3 separate regions of the Mus musculus genome follow, and all the other regions are linked to region 1. Evidence: chromatin contacts called from public Hi-C and promoter capture Hi-C data. All regions are on one chromosome and are shown on one strand. The core of a region is the stretch at or near the end of the contact, and the rest is flanking DNA. Distances in the headings are between cores, read along the strand shown. Region 1 holds the start of Tpd52l1 (tumor protein D52-like 1). Region 2 holds the start of Trmt11 (tRNA methyltransferase 11). Region 3 holds the start of Hint3 (histidine triad nucleotide binding protein 3).

The links. Promoter capture Hi-C pulls out the DNA fragments that hold promoters and counts their contacts. Hi-C and Micro-C count contacts between places; a contact is called where the count stands out from the background.
Region 2: a Hi-C map of muscle stem cells shows a contact between it and region 1, with 2.5 times the contacts expected there. The contact joins the promoter of Trmt11 here to the promoter of Tpd52l1 in region 1. A contact is called at or near these places in 2 of 39 promoter capture datasets (the 3T3-L1 cell line and cranial neural crest) and 1 of 484 Hi-C or Micro-C datasets (muscle stem cells).
Region 3: a promoter capture Hi-C map of stem cell-derived epiblast-like cells shows a contact between it and region 1, with 2.7 times the contacts expected there. The contact joins the promoter of Hint3 here to the promoter of Tpd52l1 in region 1. A contact is called at or near these places in 13 of 39 promoter capture datasets (the 3T3-L1 cell line, cranial neural crest, embryonic stem cells and 5 more), 2 of 484 Hi-C or Micro-C datasets (embryonic fibroblasts and embryonic stem cells) and 6 of 115 datasets of contacts at active chromatin or transcription factors (astrocytes, embryonic hindbrain, embryonic stem cells and 2 more).

The regions. Positions count from the first base shown.
Region 1 is chr10:31,443,965-31,448,694 of GRCm38.p6, forward strand. It overlaps Tpd52l1 (tumor protein D52-like 1), which reads right to left and starts at 1,994. Exons shown (of 8, transcript NM_001359364.1): 1 at 1,748-1,994. The coding sequence starts at 1,766.
Region 2 is chr10:30,598,655-30,603,384 of GRCm38.p6, forward strand. Trmt11 (tRNA methyltransferase 11) reads right to left here and starts at 2,046. Exons shown (of 13, transcript NM_028604.3): 1 at 1,936-2,046. The coding sequence starts at 2,007. Gm20300 (predicted gene, 20300) reads right to left here. Exons shown (of 1, transcript NR_045008.1): 1 at 4,541-4,730. It also overlaps a transcript of Hint3 not described here.
Region 3 is chr10:30,615,770-30,620,499 of GRCm38.p6, forward strand. Hint3 (histidine triad nucleotide binding protein 3) reads right to left here and starts at 2,597. Exons shown (of 5, transcript NM_025798.3): 1 at 2,434-2,597. The coding sequence starts at 2,583.

The DNA.
Region 1 (4,730 bases), core at 744-3,243:
CTGCTTGCTGAAGGTCAGCAGGAACTTCCCCTGAGGGCCATCTGTAAGCTTTTGTTACATGTAGATTTTCTCAAAGAACTCTGCTCTATCAGTTTAGCCACACACACTCCTCATCTTCAGGATCTGGGCAGTCTCCTCATCCTCCACAGACTCCCTCTCACCCCCAACGCATGTTTGACCATGTGGCCTGCCTCAATGAACTTTTCTTAGTCCAGAAGGGTTTTTGCAGAATCCCTCTTACTCCTTCCTAATGCTTCTTTGAGTGACCCTGCATCCACTGACCCGCACACTGCCCACACATCTATCTGGACTTGTTCACCATTTTGGGTTTTGGGGTTGAGCCTAACTCCAGGGTCTGGAACTGCTTAGTTAATTGCACACTCCTTTCCTATTAAGCTGCAGCTTCCAGGCGGGACCTTGGCTGATACGACCAAAGAGGAGTACGGTTCATGCTGTTCAGACTATTGTGATCCTGGCAGCAAACCAACTGAGTGGCTCTAGTCCTATACACTGCCCAAACTGCCCTCATTCGAGCTGCTTTTGCCCTTAGAATGCATGAGGTCGTGAATCTCTTTACTTCATTTGAAGAAAAAAAAAAGCATTATGTATTTAAAAGGGCACCACAAAATTCCTCAGTGCGAGGAAAGGTGGTCATGATGGCATTAATGCAAACCATTCCTTCTGAGTGCTGCTTCCAAAGTGAATTTCCGAGAGCTTTCGTCCTCCCTGTCCCTCACTCCACATAAGACCATCTCTGGGCTGATGAGATGGCTCGGCAGGTAAAGGGCCTGCTCTAAACTGACTGCTCTTCCGAAGGTCCTGAGTTCAAATCCCAGCAACCACATGGTGGCTCACAACCATCCATAATGAGATCTGACACCTTCTTCTGGTGTGTCTGAAGTCAGCTACAGTGAACTTAGGTATAATAATAATAATAATAATAATAATAATAATAATAATAATAATAATAAAGGCAATCTCTGATCCTTTCTAAGATCCCTTTACTCTTATTTTGAATGATCCTAGAGTTCTCTGGATTCCTCCAGCGAACACCCTGAGCACGGAGAGCAGGTGACCAACCCTCAATTAAGGCAGGCACTGGGTGCGGCTGGGGTGGGGGGTGAGGTGGGGTGGGGTGGGAAAGCGACTCTTCTAAGAACACGAAAAACTGGGATAGGGTTATCAATCTGGATGTCGGGGGCGGGGTTGGGGGTTGGGGGGAAATGTGAAGCTCTCTTGCCTTTGAAGGCCAATCCTCCCACGCTGCAGCCCTCGAATAGCAGGGACACTGAGTCTCCACAAAACCACCACCTCTCGGGTCCGCGTCACCCCCGCCCGCATTTGTGAACTGCAAGAGGTGAGCCCCAAGGCCGGAGTCCAGAAGATCCGGCTCTCCCCACGCCTCCCCGGGAAGAACAGCGCAGACATCCGGAGCCTGAACAACAGGTCCTTTGAACACCTTCCAGGACGAGGAAGTATGGCCCACTGACTGCTGGAAGGGATAGTGCAGACAAGGACACAATCCCTGCAGACCCGCTACTCTGTTTTCAGTCCTCAGCCCTTCCCTGGTCCCCAGCCCCACCGCAAAATCTGAGTCAAGCAAAGGATCCCGAAGGCGCGCGTAGGCGCAGAGTTCCGTCTGCGTAGGATGTCCCTGTCTGTCCCGGAGTAAAGTTAGGTACTGAAGGAAAATAGTCTCTCTGTACATCTGAGGACCAGACCTCGGGGGCGACCGGCGACCACCCACCTTGTGCCTGCGCCTCCATGGTGGCCGGTTTGGAGCTGAGCACCGCGGAGAACACGCGGACTCCTCGCAGAGCAGCAGATGGTAGCGATTCCCGAGCTCGGAAGACAGCTAGCCCCGCCGCCCGTGCCCTCTCCCGGCGCGCGTGTCGCGAGCATTCGTGGAGGGGGCGGGGTACTGGCGGCGGCCACCACTGGCCGCTGCTGGTTACCTCCGCCCCTTCCAATCCACCTAGGCTACACAGCGCAACCGAGAACGCCAGGTCGGGCGCCACCTGCCGGCCGCTCTGCGCACCCAGTGGGAGGCTTCCCCTCCAGCACACAAACGCGCAGACAACCAACACCATAGCCCAGAAGCCCACAAGACACAAATGCCTTGGCAGGAAGGAGGTAGGGAGCGCAGGGGTACAATGCTGAGCCATTGGTCCTGGTGGAGACAGTCAGGTTAGGTTCCTGGGCGCCCCAGTACCATATTCTTTTTGTCAACTGACCATTATATAACTTTGTTATATGCCCATTTATAGAACCCTTACTTAATGTAATTGGCTCATTTAACATTGAGCATACAGTGCTCGGACAAAAACACAGTTTATTAAGGTTATGTAATGTGTATACTTCTTCTATAAAGTTCATCACACTATATTGCACTTAGGGTGTTGGGCATGAATCTAGTTTGAAACGAAACTGGGCAGTGCTGGCGTGGGGGGTAGGGGCTGCAATATTTTGAGATTTTTGTTTACTCCAACAGGCAGAAGAAAAACTGAGTTTGGTGTTACAAGCAAATCCGAGTGAAAAGTGACAAAGGAACATGGAGCCTAAGACACATTAATAGGACATGTGTCTTGTTATCCCGAGCCTGTAGGCTGTGTCACTAGATTGGTGTAGGAGTCCTTTTCAGAGAAGACTAAAACTTCAGTCCTGTGTCAAGGCTTGTCTGCTGGTGTAACTGGAAAGCTAACAGTATGAATGGGCGCTCACACGTCACCCCCACCAGTCTCTACGTACTTCCTTTTCCTCAGCGTCTCACAAACTTCATGAAACAGTCTAGCATTTTCTTATGCTTGGTGTTACATAATTTGCAATTTTGCGTGAAAGGGTGTCATTCTCTTTCTCTATAAAATAGATGGGGGAGTCTGGTGAGATTGAAGGTGTTTATTATATTAAATCTCCTGTAATTTCTGCCAAAGAGCCTCAAGTAGATTTACACTCAGGAAAGATAGTGATTAATCAATCAAAAAGTCGTATTTTTACCACACCCAAGTTACTCTCAAAGTTACAGGATAAAATACAAAAATGGGTGTCCTTTCCCTTGAAAGAAAGAATACTGGTGGTTTTGTGGCATGCACACGAGCATGCCAGTGGTTTGGGTTGGGTGGTTTGTCTGTTTGTTTTTCTCAGTTTTGTGTTGAAGATCTCATAGGTATGTAATCAATTTCATGACATTTACCCTATAATGACTTTTAGTGAAAGTTACCAGGCAGGTACAAAGTGGCTACTGGATGATGAAATCACTTTTAGAGTCTATTCAGGTTTTCTGGTCGTCTTAATCCTAGAAATTAAACACCAAGTCACAACAGTTGACTCCCAGCTGTTAAAAGCTAAAAATAGCTCCTGACTTTTCATCTTAGGCCACCTACTTTCATCTGGCTCATTTCTGATTGCTAAAACTTTAAGCTACTGCCCCTTTAACATTTTGACCATTTTTTTTTAAATAATCATAAGACTTGGACATTCATTCCTTGCAACAGGGATTTGGCTAGATTCCAAGGCTATAAGTGAAGGGCACAATTCTCCCTTTCAAGGGGTTCATGACCTATTGAAAAGGAAGGATAAACAGATCCTTCATGAAGCAGTGAAGGCACTGAGAGCTGTGCGAGGCAAAGGCAGAACCTGCGTTCACCACCAAAGACCCCTCAAGTCAGACCCTGGTGAGGAAATGTGTTTCATGTCCTCTAAATCTTGAAGGATGACAAAGTAGCTAGGTAAATAGCCGTTACTTTTTACTGTCACTGTAGTCAGATACCAGACATGAAGCAACTTAGGGGAGAAGAGCCCAATTTTGTCTCAAGGTATGAGGGGTCACAGTAGGTGGTGGCAGAGACAGTATGGCAGTGGTTGTGTATATGGCTGCATCAGGAAAGCTTGAGGTTGCTTGCTTACACTTCAGCAGACCAGGAAGAGAGGAGAGGGACTGGGTGGAAGGAGGGAGAAAGAGGAAGAGAGAGGGGGAAAGAGGAAGAAAAAGACAGAAGGAGGGAGGAAGGAAAACAAAGACAGAGAAGGAAGGATGGGAGAGGGGAAGGAGGAAAGGAGATATAGAGAAGGGAGGGGAGGGAAGAAAACAGAAAGGAAGAGAGGGACTGGAGGAGAGGGAGAATGAGGAAAGGAGAAAGACAGACAGACAGACAGACAGACAGATGTGGCTTGGCTGTACTCCACAAGACCTCCCTTCCTCATTCCTTTCCTGCAGTGTGAGCTTGTGTGTCCTCTCAAATCAGCAATATTAGCTAGAGACTAAGAGTTCAAACACATGAACTTCTGGGTTTTTTAAAAAAGATTTATTTATTTTATGAATATGAGTACAGTGTTGCTGTCTTTAGACTCACACCAGAAAAGGGCATCAGATCCTATTACAGATGTTTGTGAGCCACCATGCAGTGCTCATAACCATTGAGTTTTATCTTCAAACCAAAGCACAGCCATGCTGTGGCTTAGCTGAGAGAATGTGATTCCAGGCAATGCCTAAGACGTAATCCTTCCTTCTCCTTTTCACTTGCAATCATGGAATTCTTCTTGAAAGTTTAAGCAAACAAGTCTTTTTAGTGGCCATACCTGGAACACAACACACAGACATGAGATTGAGTCAATGAATTCTTGCCCTCTCTGTGAGACTCCTTCTGAAGAGGTGATGGTATAGTGGATAGCATCTATAGCCAAGGGAAGGTGAGCTGGCCTGAAGCAGCTCTAGGCCTTCCATAATGCACAGT
Region 2 (4,730 bases), core at 796-3,295, 850 kb before region 1:
CACAAACGCTGGGATTACCGGAGTGTACCACTATACCTGCCCAGAGTGAACATTTTAAATGTAACATGCATGTCATGAGGAAATTTGATCAAATGCATACATCCTTCAGGCAACCTCTTTGTTCTGATAAACACAGATTGACTGTAAAAATACCTTGCTTTGTCACACTGACCAATTGCTTAAATAAGATATAGCAAGTGAACTCTATCCCTCCACATTGGCCCTATGAGGAAGTAACTAAGAAGATAAGTGTCCCCGATGCTGGTTGCCAACACTCTCCTTCCCTCCCTTCCAGAAGGTCTTTACACCATGACCATGGCCATCAGGAGGGAGTGATACCATCACTTCCTACTCCAAATCACAAACAATGGGAGATGTGAGCAACAAATGCCACCTCTAGTTCTCTTTGGGTATGTATGCATCAAGTTGTTTCTTGTACTAGAAGGTGTTTGGTTTTAGCAAGAATTGGGGGTGAATGGTGAAAATAAATTGCATGGATATCCCAGAATGAAAAGATGTGTAAGAGGTGGGGACAGAACCTCCATCTTAGCCACAAAACACATACACTCACTCCTACTCATCCCCGTAAGGAGGAGGAAACCTCTGTCCTTATGTCTGACATGTTGCATGTCTCCTGCCAGTTTTCCTTTAATGTCCAAGCTTCCAAGCATCTGTACTTGGCCTAGCACTTTTTTTTTAAAACCTGTGGGTACACTCACAAAAGTAAGGGAGGCCTTGTGCCAACGGAGGCCAGAAGTGTAGGCACCCCTGGAGCTGGGGTTACCAATGGCTGTAGGCAGTATCCTGACACAGCTGCTGGGCGCCAAATTCAGGTCCTCTGGAAGAGCAGTGTTCGTAACCAGTGAGCCAACTCTCCAGTTCCAGTGTCTCACCACTCTTTAAACATGAAGTTGAAGAAATCTCATCCTTTCCAGGTTTTCTTACGCAGAAAAATGAAATGCTTATCACAATCTAGATTTGTTCTCACCTCCTACATTGCCACTCTATCCTGTTCTCTTACTGCTGACACTAGATTAGTTTCTTAATCATTTAATATTCCAACAGATTCTTATTAACTCCAGTCTTATTGCTCTCGAGTCCTTCCTTCATTTTACTTTCTATTAAAAAACAATCTAATTCTGCCTCTTTACTTTTAAACTGTTTAATTCCTCTTCCAAGCTATAGTGTCCTCAAGTCTGTTTTCTCTGGTCCATCAGCCTACTTCTCTCTCTTTACCACTCTGCTACGTAGCTGGTGACGAGCAACGAACAACAGTTTATACTTCTAATGGACTTATTTCCTTGGCCCCGGTAACTAATACTGTAGCTCATATGTCACCCCCACCTTGAAAGGCAACATCCTTCATTCATCAATGGACAAAGATTCCCTTTTTAAAAGGCCCCCATACTTTAAAGGTTCCCACTAAGAACCCTCCATCATTGCACTTCACAAAGTTATGGCTATGCTCTCGCGTCCGCTAGTCCTGAGCCTAAGTAAACATTACGCTCTTTAAGGGCAGAGCTGTCAGTCAGCGCATCCTTGCCGTTCGGTGCACGCGACTTCAGGCGCTGTAGAAAATGTCACTTGAGTAAATAAAAAAGCTTCCCCCTCCCCAACTTTATTAAGTTCCACCCCAAGCCTTCCATCATGCCTGAACCTATATCGACACTCCTCACACTCCACCGAGAGCCCCCATGGATGTCTCCATTCTGCGTCGGGTCAGGTTCACCTGCTTAACTGCGGCGCCAGGAGCACGTGCAGAGGGGTGAATGGCAAGGCTCCGTCCTGGAGAAAGGCTGCCGGGGACATGGTCCGCCCAGCGGCCTCATCCCCGCCCCAATCCAGGCGCGCGCCGCTGCCCGCAGAGACCCCCCCCCCCCCCAGCCGGCGCGTGAGGAGTGCGAGCCTCTGCGCCCAGCACCCAGGACGGCTCACCGGTAAGCGGAACTCCAGATGCTCCTGTGCCATGAGCAAGAGATAGCGATTCAAGGAGCCCGGCAGCGCCATTGCAGCTACTACCGTGCGCCTGCGCGGCCTCCACGGGCCCGCCCCCTCCTCCTCCTCCCTAGAGCCAAGTTTCCGCCGAGCCTCATCCCGGAGCCGGAAACGGAAGCACGACAAGGAACACTGGCGGGTGGCACTTTCTAGGAAGGGGCGCTAAGGGCAAGAGTGAGATCCTGGTGTTCCCACCGTCTGTGGCTACCCTAGCACGCTCCCCTTGTGAGATGCATTGTTTTAAGAGGCAGGCTGCAGTGATCCCGCGCAGTTCCCCAGGGATACTCCACTTGGAGTGTTCTTCTGACTCCTCCCTCTGTTCTTCAGCTCAAAACTGGACCAAAACTTCACTGTTAAGTGTAGACTCTTAATCGTTCGAGATTCAGCCTCACCTGCTTGAACACTGAGTGTACTTTTAGTGATTTTGCAAAAATTTTTCAAGAGCTGTCAAGGACCCATCTCGGGTTGCTCTGTATGGAAACAAACAAACAAACAAAAGCCTTCCTCAGACTTGCACTCCGTAATTATGCTATGTTGTTCCAGGCACACAGTAAATCCACAGCCAGTGGTAGATTAAAAACATTGGTGAAAGTTACCCTAATTACTCAGATGGGCCTAATACCATAACAGTTTGCAAGAGACATGGCTACCTATACATAAGCTCGACAAGTATCATTTCTGCTCAAAGTACTGAACCCTTTGTACTGCTGAGGCCTGTATTTTTGGGTTTTGTGTTCCACCTTGGTAATGCACAGCATATACAAGTATCCTGTGCCAGAAATATAGTTGATGCTTATTGGTAGTGATCAAGACAGCCAGCACACAGACAGTGGTGACCCTTGTTACCCAAACCTCAGTTCCATTTATTATCCCTATGCTCTCAGCGAATTTTGTAACATCTGTGAGCTTCAATATTCTTTTAAGAACTGGAGTATTGCATCCTACAGATAATAGCTATAAGTACTAGGTGTTACAATATTCAAACTTCAACGTATACTCTATTGCATGGGACCAATAAATAGCATTGGGAAATGTTTTTTGTTGTTTTAAATGAGAATTTCTGCTTTTTTTTTTTAAAGAGAGATTTGCCTTTGTTAGTGTTGTTAAAAATCCTTTCACTGAGGACAATGTAAGCAACAGCAACCATGTCTACCAAAATCCCAAGAACAAAACAAGGCACATTATCACCAAAGTTCACTCCAATGAGCAATGAGTTTATTGGGTTTCCTTCTAGAGAATCGATGAGGACTCACTCACCTGGCTATGGGCACTCCTACCCTAACAGGATACACCTGAAAAGCTTTACCCAGCAGTGAGATGGGCCAAGGAGATGGATAGACGTTGACTTCCCAGCATTCCCACTCTCTAGTGTAGTACCTACAAACCAGCTACAAGGACTTTCTGTTGGATCTATCTGCCTTTCTGGGTTCTGACTCTGAAGGAAGTACTACTATAATCACAAGAGCCAAATCCTTAACACTATCGAGCCCCTCTCCTTGAACCCCGCCCTCCTCCCCCCCCCCCCCCCCCGTCAAAATAAAAATCATTCTGATAATTAAAAGGTAAGTTATTTTAGTTGTTAGAATAATACTCAAAAATGTAAGAACACTTTTACAAACGACTACATAAATGAAAATTCAGTAAAATATTAAGTTAATTTTTGTTTAAACTAGTTTTCATATATTCCAGACTGACCTAAAACTGTCAAGCTCTTCACCCCTCCCCCTCCTGAGAGTTGAAATTATAGGCCTATGCACAACACCTAGTTTAGGATTTCTCTTCATTTGCATTTATGAAACTTGACTAGAAAACTAACACAGATATGCAGTTATTGCTGGACTTTATAACTGACCATATCTTTTTTTTTTTTTTTTAAAGATTTATTTATTATATGTAAGTACACTGTAGCTGTCTTCAGACACTCCAGAAGAGGGAGTCAGATCTCGTTACGGATGGTTGTGAGCCACCATGTGGTTGCTGGGATTTGAACTCTGGACCTTCGGAAGAGCAGTCGGGTGCTCTTACCCACTGAGCCATCTCACCAGCCCCTGACCATATCTTAACAGTATCATCATGAACAAGAATGACACCCACAGACTCATATGTCCGAGTACTTAGTCACCAGGGAGTGGAACTGTGTGAAAACGATTAGGAAAACTAGGGGTGGCCTTAATGAAGAAGAGTGGAGGAAGTGTGTCACTAAGAGTGGGCTTTGAGCTTTCAAAAGCCCAGAACAGACAGTGTCTCTTTCTGCCTTTGGATCAGGATACATGTCTCATCTACAGCTCCAGAGCTGCCTGCATGCCATCATGCTGATAACTAAACCTCTACAACTGTTCACAAGCCCACAAATAAAAGTTGCCTTGGTCATTGTATTCTTCATAGCAATACAACAGTGACTAAGTCACATTACTAATCAGCTTTGCTTTGAAGTGCCTTCATGGATAGATAACACTTAACCGGACACTACCAAAAAGGCTAAATAGATTTTAATTGTAATTTGATTATTTATCTTTATGAGTGAAGAAAGTGTACACTAAAAATGTTCTTTTAAGGATTTTATATTTTATTTTTGTTATCACCAGTGTATGTGTCCATTTACAAGGCATGGGGAGAGCAATACATAAAGGTCATTTGTGCAGGTCAAAGGACAACTTTGTAGACTCCTTCATTTTCTTGTTGCACCTGTCCAGAGGTCCAGAGATCCCACACAGGTGGTCCGTCAGGGTTTCCTC
Region 3 (4,730 bases), core at 1,347-3,846, 830 kb before region 1:
TTAAATTTAAAGGCAAAGAAACTGGATATTTCAGTTAGCTTTTAATTGCATTTTTACTAAGATGTTAAAATACTGAAAATGGTTCTGTGATTTTACTGCCTTCTATTGTACTACTGAACCATTATTAAGAGAAAAAAATCCGCCGGGCGTGGTGGCACACGCCTTTAATCCCAGCACTCGGGAGGCAGAGGCAGGCAGATTTCTGAGGCCAGCCTGGTCTACAAAGTGAGTTCCAGGACAGCCAGGGCTACACTTTCTCTGGTTTTTCCCTGTCTCAAAAAACCAACCCCCCCCCCAAAAAAAAAAAAAGAAAAAAAATCCAATCCCAAAGATAGAGTGCCAAAAATAATGTGTGTATATACATGTATGTATTTTTTAAATCTTTGTGTGTGTTTGTTTCTTTTTTTTTTCTTTTCTTTTTTTTTTTTTTTCCCCTTTGGTAGTGCTGGTGGTCAAACCCAGGGCCTAACATGCTTACATGCCTGGCAAGTTCTGGTAGTTCACTGAGCTACACCTCTGGCCAGTTTTTCTTTTTTCTTTCCTTTTGGGGTTTTCAAAACAAGGTTTCTTTGTGTAGCTCTGACTATCCTGGAGCTTGTTGGCCTCAAACTCAGAAATCTTCCTGTCCCTGTCTCCCAAATGCTGGGATGAAAGGTATGTGTCACCACCACCAGGCTTCTTTACAGTATGACTTCCCAGAGCAAAATACTGAAGAGAAGCCAATTGTCTCTAACTCAGAAACAATGTTGGTAAAACTATAAAATAAAGCACTGAATGCCTATTAAAAGGAATGTAAAGAATTACTACTGCTATGAAATTATTTCTAGGCTAGTCTTTTTTTTTAAAGCACAAAACAGAAAAAGCTACCCTGTGTAATGTTCTACTATGCTGTTCCAGTTGTAATTTTTATAGACTATTCTAGGACCTGCTTCAACAGTTCCTCCAATATTTCCTAACAAATAATTCTCAAAAGTTAATTTTTATATAGCTACAATAATTTCTTCCCAGTAACTGTCCCCTTATATCTAAAACAAGCAAGTCCATTTGAAAGAGCATCTTAAAGCCATGGTATCTAAGGTGTTAACAATTTTAATTAGCAAAAGAGCAATTAAATCAGCTAATATTGCTAAGTATGAATTCAGGCATAGCAACACTTCTGTGGGTTCTCAAACATTGTTTCATTTTTCGATTCTAAGAGCTAGCTAGCTTTCTTTCTTTCTTTCTTTCTGTTTTTGTTTGGTTTGTTTGTTTGTTTGTTTTTGTTTTGTTTTTCAAGGGATTTCTCTGCATAGCCTTAGCTGTCCTTGAATTCACTGCATTGACCAGGTTGGCCTCCAACAGAGAGATCTTTCTGCCTCTGCCTTTCTGAGTGCTGGAATTAAAGGCATGTACCACTACCACTCAGCTATTTCTAAGAGCCCCTTAAAAATAATTCGTATCAATGCCATGAGACTCATACACAAAGAGTAAGACACTGCCCTTGGTACTGGTAAGCCCCCTGCTAAGAATATGTGATATGCCCTTTGCTTAAATGAATTCTAAAAATACAGTAAGAAAACCATACAGAGATCTGTGAGGCAAAGAATCATCTCTGACTTTTGTTGGAAAGATTCCTCAAACAAATTCTTCATGATGCTGGCAACCCTGATTATACCAAAACAAATAATTTCCTCTGCTCTTATTTGTATAATTATATATCAACAACTTATATAAGTGCAATCATTTCCTGTGTTTACAATGAATATATGTGTAATAAGAATTTTAAATGCAAGATGATAAATCTCTCTCAAAAGATTAACTCTTTATGAAGGATGATGAGATGTAAAAATGTTAGACCCAGGGGAAAGGGAGAGTTTTCTGGAATTTCCAGGCATGACATGACTGTTGCTCTCCCGATCTCGCAGCAAGTATGATTAACTACACTTGATCTGCACAGGTTTGAACCCTGTCGAGATCTTGTAACGAAAAGGGGAGTAGTTCATGAGGCTCTCACGGTAGATAAGGAAGATTCTTACAAGCTATTAACTGTAAGTATCAGTTCGACTTCAGACCCAGTCCTGAAACCCCATTCCAGCCCATTTCAGTCAAATTCACACTTCTTCACCACGTCCAAGACCTGTTTTCAGCAAGTTGTACGCTCTCTAACGATACTGGAAGAATACATAATTTTAAAATTACTATCTAGAGAAGAGGAAGACTCCCTAAAATAAAAGTAAAGACACAGGATGCTGCTGTGTTGCAAATGCATGCGAGGGAGGCGAGAATGCTGGGCTCTATCACTGCTATCTCTCCCTACTGAACAGCAAAGGCAACACTGGAGACCTCTGGGTCCCTGACAGAAGTCAGTCACTGTTTAGTTCGTCTGCAGAGACAGAAGCCTGCGAGCAGGGATTGGATGCCTGGTCCCCACCCACCCGGCCTGTCGCCGCCCACCTCACAGTGAAAGAGTTCAGTTTTGGGTTCCTGACCCGCCGCCACGCGGCAGAACACGCAGTTGCTGTCATAGTTCCAGGACTCCGAGGTCCCAGGCGAGGACCCCTCGGGATCCGGCTCTCCGACCAAGCCCGCTTGCTTCTCAGCCATGGCGGCCGAAAGGCGACGTCAGGATCAGCTGAGGTGCGCAAGGCCCGCCTCGGGCGGATGCACCTGGAATCGCCGCCCTAGGGTGGCCCGCCTAGTGACACGGAGTCTGCGCACGCGCAGGGCCAGACTCTGGGTATGGGACACACCAGATAGCTCGGCCTCTAAAAGGGCGACGATCAGAGGGCAAGCCCGGCGCTCCGTGATGACGAAAGCAGCGCAGCCGCAGGAGCCCACTGCTCAAAGGCGTTTTCTGACGGGAAGACCTATCCAGGGGTTGGTAACATTCATCTAAAGTGTAAAGGATATTGCTTTCACGTCCCTATAGTGTATTACACTCCCGTTACAAAAGAAAAAGAGTATAGAAATTCGATTCTTTTAAGGGTATGAGAGGATGAGTCAAACGTATAGAGAGCCTTGTTTGGCAAAGTGAAATTTCCGAGTTTCCTGTGTACTTACTTGTTCAGCCACAGTAATTTTAGGATCTGAAACCAAACCAAACAAACAAACCCGGCCAAATTGGTCTCTACATGTTTGCTTTTGTTTATAGTACAATGTAAATCGAAAGGGTCTCCTATCACACATATGTCATATGGAGAGAAAAGGTAGTAATTGAGAAATTCCCTGCCAGGTCACCTGATTCATTGTAACAATTTTCTCTTGTATTCCCGGCTATTTAGGAAAGAGAGGGAGAGAAACCCTTTGGGAACAATCATGCGCGGAAAAGTATCAGTTCTTAAGTATGATGTGATCTCACCTTTTTACAATACATGGCATTTGCTGAGCACCAAATACTCTGTTTCTCTAATTGTGAAAACTCCCAAGGTTGATTATTTTATTACAGGTCTACAGAAAGAGACAGATTCAGACTTATTTTCTTACCACTTACCCAAATGATAAAATTCAAATAAATGTCTAGTTCTAGAACCCATAATAACACTTAGTGTGACTTTAAACTCAGTAGTGATTTTAAGTGAATTATCTTGTAATCTGAAACAGTAACGTAAGTTAAGTAAGAGTACATGCACATTCACGTTGCATTTAATTCCCTTTGTAGTTAACCATATGGTGTGCAATCATGACAATAGCTTCTCAGATCATCACAAGTTTGAGGCAGGACTCAGAAGCAGAAAATTTGACTTTGACACATTTAAATATTATCATGTTCCATGTCTGTTCTTACACTTTCATATCACGCTGCTTTTTTATGGTGTGTGTATGCATGCACACACACAGTAGCTGTATGTCTTTATCCATGTAGGTACTTGAGTACTTGGGCTGCCTCTTGGGCCATGGTGGGGGGGGGGGTGATCTGTAGATGCCTTTCATAACTGCTTGTTTGATATTGAAAGCTTTTGAGTTGACTTTGGCTTTGGTAAGGACAGGAGTTTCATCCTTTATTCTTGGTGCTATCATAGTGGAAATGTTCCCATAGACATTTCACAACAGTCTGATGAATAAAAGAATGATTTTCAGATCCCACGGGAAAACACTTTTGAGTTATGAGAGTTGCACAGTCACAAACAGAAGTGCTTTTTTAGTAAAGGCTATGAGTGGTAAGGGTCAGGAGCCTTGTATGGGGGCAGGTGGGGATGGCTATAACAAACACCAGAGCCTGATATTGTGAATTAAGCATTTAGGGCCCTGTCTGTATGCTTCCATATGGGTGTTGTCTTGGGATAGATGTTTGCACACAGTTATTATAGGGCAAAAGTTTTTCAGTTCTCTCTTCCTTGACAAAATGTTTCTTCCTCAGTAAGGCCAACTCTGACTAACCTTGCAACCGTGGTCTAGCCCCTTCCTTCCTCTTTAGCTTTCTCTATTTTTTTTCTATTGCAAGTCCTTTCCCACATACTTAAAATTATATAGTAGCATGCTACATATATGTTAACCCTATGCATTTAACTTAGGGTATATATTTATTTTTACTCCTTCATCTCCAATGAGTGCAGTCTCTACAGAAATTATCTTTTGTTCCTGTTCATATATGTACCAGCAGTAACTCTGCTACTCTATAGTAGTCAAGGACTACAATAAGAATTTTTGGTCTAATAACTGGAAGGCTGAAGCTGCCATTTACCAAGGTGAAAAACTGTGGGACTAACAGATGTGGGATGGTCAGGGAAGATCAGGCATCCTGTTCTGGGCAT